Regions from separate parts of the Cyprinus carpio genome. Here region 1 is linked to region 2. A link is a contact called in public Hi-C data. All regions are on one chromosome and are shown on one strand. The core of a region is the stretch at or near the end of the contact, and the rest is flanking DNA. Distances in the headings are between cores, read along the strand shown.

The links. Hi-C and Micro-C count contacts between places; a contact is called where the count stands out from the background.
Region 1: a contact with region 2 is called in a Hi-C map of liver, with 2.8 times the contacts expected there. The contact joins the promoter of LOC109110935 here to the promoter of LOC109088210 in region 2. A contact is called at or near these places in 2 of 8 Hi-C or Micro-C datasets (liver and red blood cells).

What each region holds. Positions count from the first base shown.
Region 1 is chrB23:12,535,129-12,538,962 of ASM1834038v1, forward strand. It overlaps LOC109110935 (3-beta-hydroxysteroid-Delta(8),Delta(7)-isomerase), which reads right to left and starts at 2,146. Exons shown (of 5, transcript XM_019123888.2): 1 at 1,985-2,146; 2 at 1,553-1,859; 3 at 1,437-1,473; 4 at 1,225-1,355; 5 at 484-1,062. The coding sequence starts at 1,859. The coding sequence ends at 839. It overlaps LOC109110944 (coiled-coil domain-containing protein 115-like), which reads left to right and starts at 3,265. Exons shown (of 5, transcript XM_019123898.2): 1 at 3,265-3,537; 2 at 3,680-3,783. The coding sequence starts at 3,430. It overlaps trnah-gug (a tRNA gene), which reads right to left and starts at 2,515; the gene lies at 2,444-2,515. trnae-uuc (a tRNA gene) reads left to right here and starts at 2,904; the gene lies at 2,904-2,975. It also overlaps trnaf-gaa and LOC122141980.
Region 2 is chrB23:12,369,402-12,373,282 of ASM1834038v1, forward strand. LOC109088210 (NSFL1 cofactor p47) reads right to left here and starts at 1,815. Exons shown (of 9, transcript XM_042751026.1): 1 at 1,659-1,815; 2 at 1,030-1,127; 3 at 877-951. The coding sequence starts at 1,760.

The sequences.
Region 1 (3,834 bases), core at 896-3,395, 170 kb after region 2:
TCAACTGGTGGTCACTGACAAAAAATTATGGCTTCAGTCCAGAGGGGGCCCTCATGGCCGAAATAGCTCAGTTGGGAGAGCGTTAGACTGAAGATCTAAAGGTCCCTGGTTCGATCCCGGGTTTCGGCATTTTGAATCATTGTTGTGAATAAGTCCTATACTTTTAACATAAAAATGATTTATATGATTTCATCATTATTATACAATTTTTTGTTATTGTTTAACGCTAAACACAAGACAAAATCATCACCACAATACCACACACAAAGCAATTCTGTGTATTTGTTAAGGGGTATGTATTAAAATAAAATATTTTCCAATATTTAACACCAAATAAATTTTTCTTTAACCAAGAAAGACAGGATTAGAAAAAATATATCATATTATAAAAAAAAGATTAGGCTCATTTTATTATCTCATTGTGTGTGTGTGTGTGTGTGTGTGTGTTTTGAAATGTGATAAAACAGCCAGATGACAGTGATATAGGGGATGGAACATTTAATAAAATCTCAGATATAATCATTTGATAACAGCATACAACATAAATGTAAGGCCCCTGAGCAGAGAGAACTGATACAGTGCAACAGTGTCATAAAAACACACAGGTAAATATGAAGCAGCCCTGCTGGAGCTGTATTGTGAGCATTTAATCAATGTTCATTTCTGTAATCAGTATGACACATTATACTTACGGCATTTTCCATTTTCTTCCAGGAATGACATCGTATTATTATAAAATTACATTCAAAATATATTATGTCCACACATTGTATACATTCCCCAGCATTGTTTACAGTATTTCAGTACTTTTTTCACATCCCTTCTATTTTCTACTGGTCTAGCTTCTTTTAGACTTTCCTTTAAGTGCTGCTTTATCAAACATGGATTGACAGGCAGATAGCTGACACCACGAGTCCGCTATAAGAATGAAAGGAATGACAATCCACAAAATATTCATGAACACAAAGTAGAACCAGAAGTAGATGGGGTGACCGTATTCACTGTGAATATATCCATCTCTGTGCTCAGTGAAGAAGTAGAGGACTGCACCATACAGCTGACCTGTAAGTAATGGTGGATGCTGAACTTAATTGTGCCTTACAACATACACTGCGTTTCTCTAAGCAAATGACTAAATGTGGAATAAATAACTTTTATAATTGCAACAGTATGTGCAGTTATAAAAGTTATTTATTCCACAATACATCAAAACACATATCTTACCTAGAGACACAATGAGTTGCAGGACAAATCTGTAAGAATGATTATACAGGAAGGCCACAACAATCCATATACTGAAGGGACCCCACAGGCACGCGGTCACTGTCTCCATGCTAACAGTGAAATTATCCGCTCTGGAGAAAAGATTGCATAAAAGGAGGTTAGATACAATGCATAGACTCATTTTTTTCATTGCAAGCATGTGTATAACTTACATTGCGTATCTGCTGTCTCCTTTGGAATATTCTTTCCCTGTCGAGGAAAACAAGCATTTTTGGTATTCAAGGGACATGAATGGAATATAGTTGAATAGATTTTAAGCCTCACTCACACAGTTGAGAAAGGAAACTCTGGTCTTCGGGAATGATGGTGTAGTTTAAAGAGAACCATCCCTCGATGACCCCATGGATGAAGCCACACACAGTGAACCAGCACAGAGCTAACCTCCTCCCTCCACTAAGCCTGCTTCCAGACACCTTACGGCCAGTCAGTGACCAGGTGGCGAGCAGCAGTATCCCGGACACAGAGAACAGGAATACGAGAATCTCTGACATTGACCGGTCATTAGCCACATAGTTAGGAATGGACAGGTTGCGTGGCCAATAGGGATGATTTATAGTGTCGCCTTCCTTCAACATCTGTAAACATGGATGAAAGATATGATTAAGACAGAATGTATAAATAGTAGCATTAGAAAAACTAGTTACAGATCTTTTATTTTGCACTAGATAACGTGGAAACGACTTTATACGTCTGTACTTACTCTGATGAGTTGTGAAATGTCCTAGAAATGTGATTATGTCCCGCGTTACTCTATGTTGCATATAACTACTCTTGGAGAGTGCGGCAATGAAGTGCTAAAATCTGCTCTTTGAAACTACATTATCAATTTGCAGAAACATCGCGCCACCAAGTCACATCCTACTATAAGCCCACGTGATTCACGCTGCCCAATCACCGATAGGTTTTGTGGGAAGAACAACCCATCGTGTAATGTACTCGGCTAACAGTTGGATGATCTCCTCGGAACATGCATGTCGTCACATGTGATTGTGAAGTGTGTATATGCTGGTGAAATACGTTACACATTTTGTAAATTAATACGTTTTGTCTCGTTAATCGCGTTTAGCGTTGGTAAATGAAGTGATGCATAAAATAAACTGAAGCTTTCAAGTTAAAACAAAAATGCACACCCCTAAGCCGCGTGATAGGGACTTATCCCTGCCGTGACCCGGATTCGAACCGGGGTTGCTGCGGCCACAACGCAGAGTACTAACCACTATACGATCACGGCGAGCTACTGGAGGTGCTGGAAGCTGTTGCAGGAACTGGGCTTTTAATACTTGTACACGTACTTGCAATAGTTTCTTTTGTAATATTTTCTCAGTTTTATTGTGCTGACGCGCGCTCATACTACTTTTCCTAGCATGCGATTCACTTGAGTATTAGATGATTTACGATCATAAACATCGCAGCATGTTTGGGTCTTTATGGCGGCTAGTGGAAATAAAGTGAACCTCTGCCATTATTCTCTAATAATTGACATTTGCAGTGCTGGATACAATATTTAAAGTACTAACAGGAATGACGGACGTCTGAATTAGTCTGAATTATTATAAGTAAAAAAAAATTTGTGTACGTATTCAGGGTTAAAAGGGTTTGCTTTTAACGTACCATATATCTCCCATATGGTCTAGCGGTTAGGATTCCTGGTTTTCACCCAGGCGGCCCGGGTTCGACTCCCGGTATGGGAAGTAAATGTTTTCTTTTTTAGCGTGAATTTTATGATGATACGAATTACGTATGCACGATATAAGTGATTTTTTTTTTTTTTGTCTTTTTTTCTACGAATTCTAGTCGATACTTTAAAAAAGCCACACACAAAGCATATGCAAGCGAGTTCTGATTACTCAGATAACTCATATTTTTGGAGATTTTTTTTTAATGTTATATGTGTGCTTAAAGAAGCATGCAACATAAATCCTGTAAAATATAAAGACTTCACAGAATTCATTCTAAACTACGCAATCTCTACGTAACAGAGCTAACCGATGTCATGTGACTTCATGTCACGTGACCGGTAAAGGTTCTCTAAAACCACTCTGATAGCGTTCAGCAGGAATACATATCTTTTCATTCTTCATTAAGTCCTTTATTTTCTGCTGTTTATTAGTGTTCAGTTCTGTTTAGCCAGATAAAACGACAGAAATGCGTGTTGATCAACAGCTTCGTTTGGACGAGCAGTTGCTACTTTTCATGGACCAGCTCGAGGCTCTGGAGGAGAAACGACACAAACTTAATTCCCTTATAGAGGAGGTGAAACGTGCAATTACACTTGATTAGACTGAGCACATATTTATACTGGGAATAGAATCCAGCTTGTTCATATATACGTATTGTACACGAAAACATTTTCATTTGTATTCTGAATATAATTCCATTAATTCTTTCAACACAGGGATGGTTTTCAATTGCCAAAGCACGTTATTCAATGGGAAATAAGCAAGTCTCTGCTCTGCAGTACGCTAGCGAGATGGAGCCGCTCGTTTATGTCGAAACCAGGTCCGTATCATCACATGCGATTAAATACTTTGCTTGTGCTTAAGACTCAGT
Region 2 (3,881 bases), core at 565-3,064:
TATTCTGCATGCTTAAGATGCGTTTTTTTCTTTCTACGTGTTATCTTAAGGGTTTTTCCCATTATTTTAATTTTAGTGTAACATTATAATACCATTCATATTTGTACTTTTTTAGAATTTAAAGAAGAAACTAATCTGATGTATAGTTGACATTTGAGGCTTAATACAATAGAAAAGCACTAAAGGTTTTTCAGTTAGAGTGTTTTCATATAAAAATAGAACATGCAGTTGCATCAAACAATGGTATAAACATCATTCAGTGTAAATTGTGATAATCGCAATTACTAATCGCAATTACAATTTCAAGGGAATAATCGACAAGTATGATTTTTGTCATAATCGTGCAGCCCTACATTATATGAACCCTAAATATCTAATTTATTCTGCTATAATCATCACACTTTTTCAATGATCTTTTAATAATTGAAACACTAAGTTGAATATTTCTACTTCTCCAAATCATGTTAATGCATGATCATTAGAACAGCAAAAAGATAGTGACTAAAAATGGAGAAAAACCTAAAAGACATGGTGTGCAGTCACAGAATCTAAATTTGTCCTTTATGCAATCATATACAAGAAAAACAACTTCTCAATCCAAAAAAAAAATATATATATATAGGTGACGTTTGATAATTGTTGCAATCTTAAATTGTTTATGCAATCTAGAGGTTGCTTAAAATAAACACTGCAATATTCTATTTTTTTTTAAAAATCATTATATGAACACTAAATATCTAATAAACACTGCAATACTGATTTACAAGTATAAATGATTCATATTATAATGAAATTCCTTTAAAAAATAGGAAATTTCCATTTTGATTTCATGGTGAGTTGGTGACTTGAGCTGTTAACTGTAGAGGAATTCAGTACCTCTGGCCTTCCTCTTCACCGCTGTCATCTTCATCCTCGTGCATGAATTCTCTAAAGGATGTCACTCTGTGTTCACTGAAATCAAAACACATCGCATTACCCGTACATCTGATACTGTATAACTGAAAAGCCAAAACATATGACTTATGTTACCTTGGCCCCGCGGACCGACTGACAGAGACAGATTCTGGCTGAGGAAGGGTGGCAATATCATCATCTCCTCCATCCTCAAAGAAATTAGCTAAAGCAAGCTGAGGACACAGAGGTAACGGAGCAGTCACTTCATTTCAGAGATAGACAGACACGCACTGCGTGAACTACACAAACAAACAACACCTACTCTCTGCCTTCTGTAACTAGATAAATCAGATTCATTATATTAGCGACTCCAAAATCACATAATTTAGGATGTTTCAGGACGAACAGAAATCAAACCACGAATGTAAACATGAGTATCTCTTGATCATGCTAACGTTAAACTGCTAGCTTAAGACTTCGTTTCTATGTAAAATATACAGGCACGGTTTAAAAATCTCTACTTCATCGTAATACTGACTGCCAGTCCTGCAGTGTGAATCATATCAAATATGATTAACCAGATGAACCGGTTTAAGATACTTCTTGTGATTTTAATGAAGAGTGACTTGCACATTTCGTTAGCCGGCTGTACGTACACTTCACTGGCTGCCCGTGGAGGCTTAAAGTCTGCTAAATCCTCGGATGCAGAGCTCGTGCTTCACAGTATAATATTTCAGTGATAAAGTGATCAGTGTGCTACTGACCTGCAGGTCCCAGCCGGCTGACTCGAGGAAGAAACGGGCCCTCTCTTCATCAACATCAGTTACAGCGACGAACCCCCTCACCGCTTCTTCCCGCTCCGCCATTTTGACGTGTCACGCGCAGGAGAGATCCGACAGGAAACGGGGAAACGAAAGCGTAGTTCCGCTGTTTTGGAGCACAAAGTTCAGAGTGTTTTTTTTTTTTTTGCGTCGATGTTTTTGCAAATGCACATATTTTTGTTTTAAATTTAAAGATTTATAATAATCCGCAAAACAATCATATATCGATTTGCATATATTTATTTAGCAGGCTATAAGGTGCATACTTATTATTTTTATATGTACTTAAAACATATATAGTGCAGATATTACCACTTCAGCCTTAGCACATGTGGAGAATTAAGAATTCAAAAACAAATTCATTATGTCGTGATCGCTCCCCTTTTATATATTTATATATATTGGAGGCCAGCAGATGGCAGTACAGAACCGTCTGTTAGTCACTACATTAGTTGCTCCTACTATGCAGCGCATAATTTCAGGTCCACATCATGTTTTGTTTTATTGGATACAAATTATATTTATAGTTTACAAAGATGTAAATTATATTAGTTCGTTAATGATGGTAAACAATTGGCAGATGGTGCAACATTTGTCATATTCCATCTTTATTTGATCCCTTTCTCTGACTGAAATCTTTCAAACCGAAATAAAAAAGGGTTTTCTTTGCAATATTGTTTTGATTGGTCATCATTTCATTTTTTATTTTTTTTCTTGTGTCCTCAAATTTACTTTCAATGCTGTTCACCCTGTTGGTTAAGTCCTACTGTCCTCACTTCAGAGAACTTCTTTCAGATTACAGAAACATTTTATTATATCAAAAAGTCAAACGATAGCTGCAAAATATCAAAATTAACTTTATGTTGACACTGCCATGCAGGCTAAATTTAATCCCATGCTTCTTATACCTATATGATACTATAGCATATAGCATAATAATATTTATAATAATAATAGCACAGTATTATTTTTACAATATAAGCGTAATATTTTTAGGGTTTCAATGTTTTAGTAAAATTGGAAATAAAACAGTGTCTCTTTTGTCCATGTAGGCCTACAATAATAATAATAATAATAATAATAATGTGTCTCTTTTGTCCATGTAGGCCTACAATAGTGTGTGTGTGTGTGTGTGTGTGTGTGTGTGTGTGTGCCTACAATAATAATAATAATTGTAGTTTTTCCAAAGTAAAAAACTGTGTTGGGACAAAAACTTTTGTCCTGTAATATCCATTCATTGGCAACTGCTGATTCAAACAGAGGCAAAATATGTGCTAAATTGGTTTGGGAGGACCTAATTTAGCACCTTATTGTTTCTGAAGGGAAACTTGGCGATGCTTTGTTGTTTGTTTCCAAGTGCACTGGCTCGTTTGATCTTCACAGAAAATCAGGTTCTGGAACATGACTAAACACCAGAGCATTGCTTTTATTATTTAACCCCAAGGTTTTCTTTTCTTTTAAAATTAATTGAGGTTTTGCGAGAGAGCTATATGCCCTCAAATGTGAGAGCCCCTTTTTAATCATCTTGCATGCCCTTAAGGGAAAACAATTCTATTTTTAAATACATTATTGCTGCATGTTCTTATTGATTGAGAAAAGTGTGTCCTCTTTCTGCAATCGGTTATACAGACATATACATGACATACGTCCCTTGTTCCTCATAAAAACGGAATCCAAGAACAATGTGATTTTAAAGGTGCATTAATCTATCAGATTATCCTGATTTTCTCATACTATATTTACATTCTCAGGAGGCTAATTGATGTTATGCATACCCTAAAGTATGTCAACGTATCTGTCCAATCTTCACTAATGAAATATTGTAAGCAACAGCTCTGTCTAAAACAGTTGTTGACAATGATAAACATGGGTGTGTTCAACCAGAGAGAAAGAGGAGAAAGAGGAAGAACCAGCCTTATCATGGGGAAACTAACACCGTCAGCTTGGCTGTGGGCCTGCAGTCACTGTTGTGTTAAAGGGCAGGGAAGTAGTTCCTAACACACAATACAAAGAGCAGAGGCCTGTGCAGCTGCAGTAGGAAGAGCAGACAGACAGACAGTATCCCAGGGCCAGAACCAGAAAGGACATAATAAAATAACAGCAATTTCCTCATTGGGTGTGATACTGAAATACATACAAGTGTGAATGAACAAGATGGCTATGAGG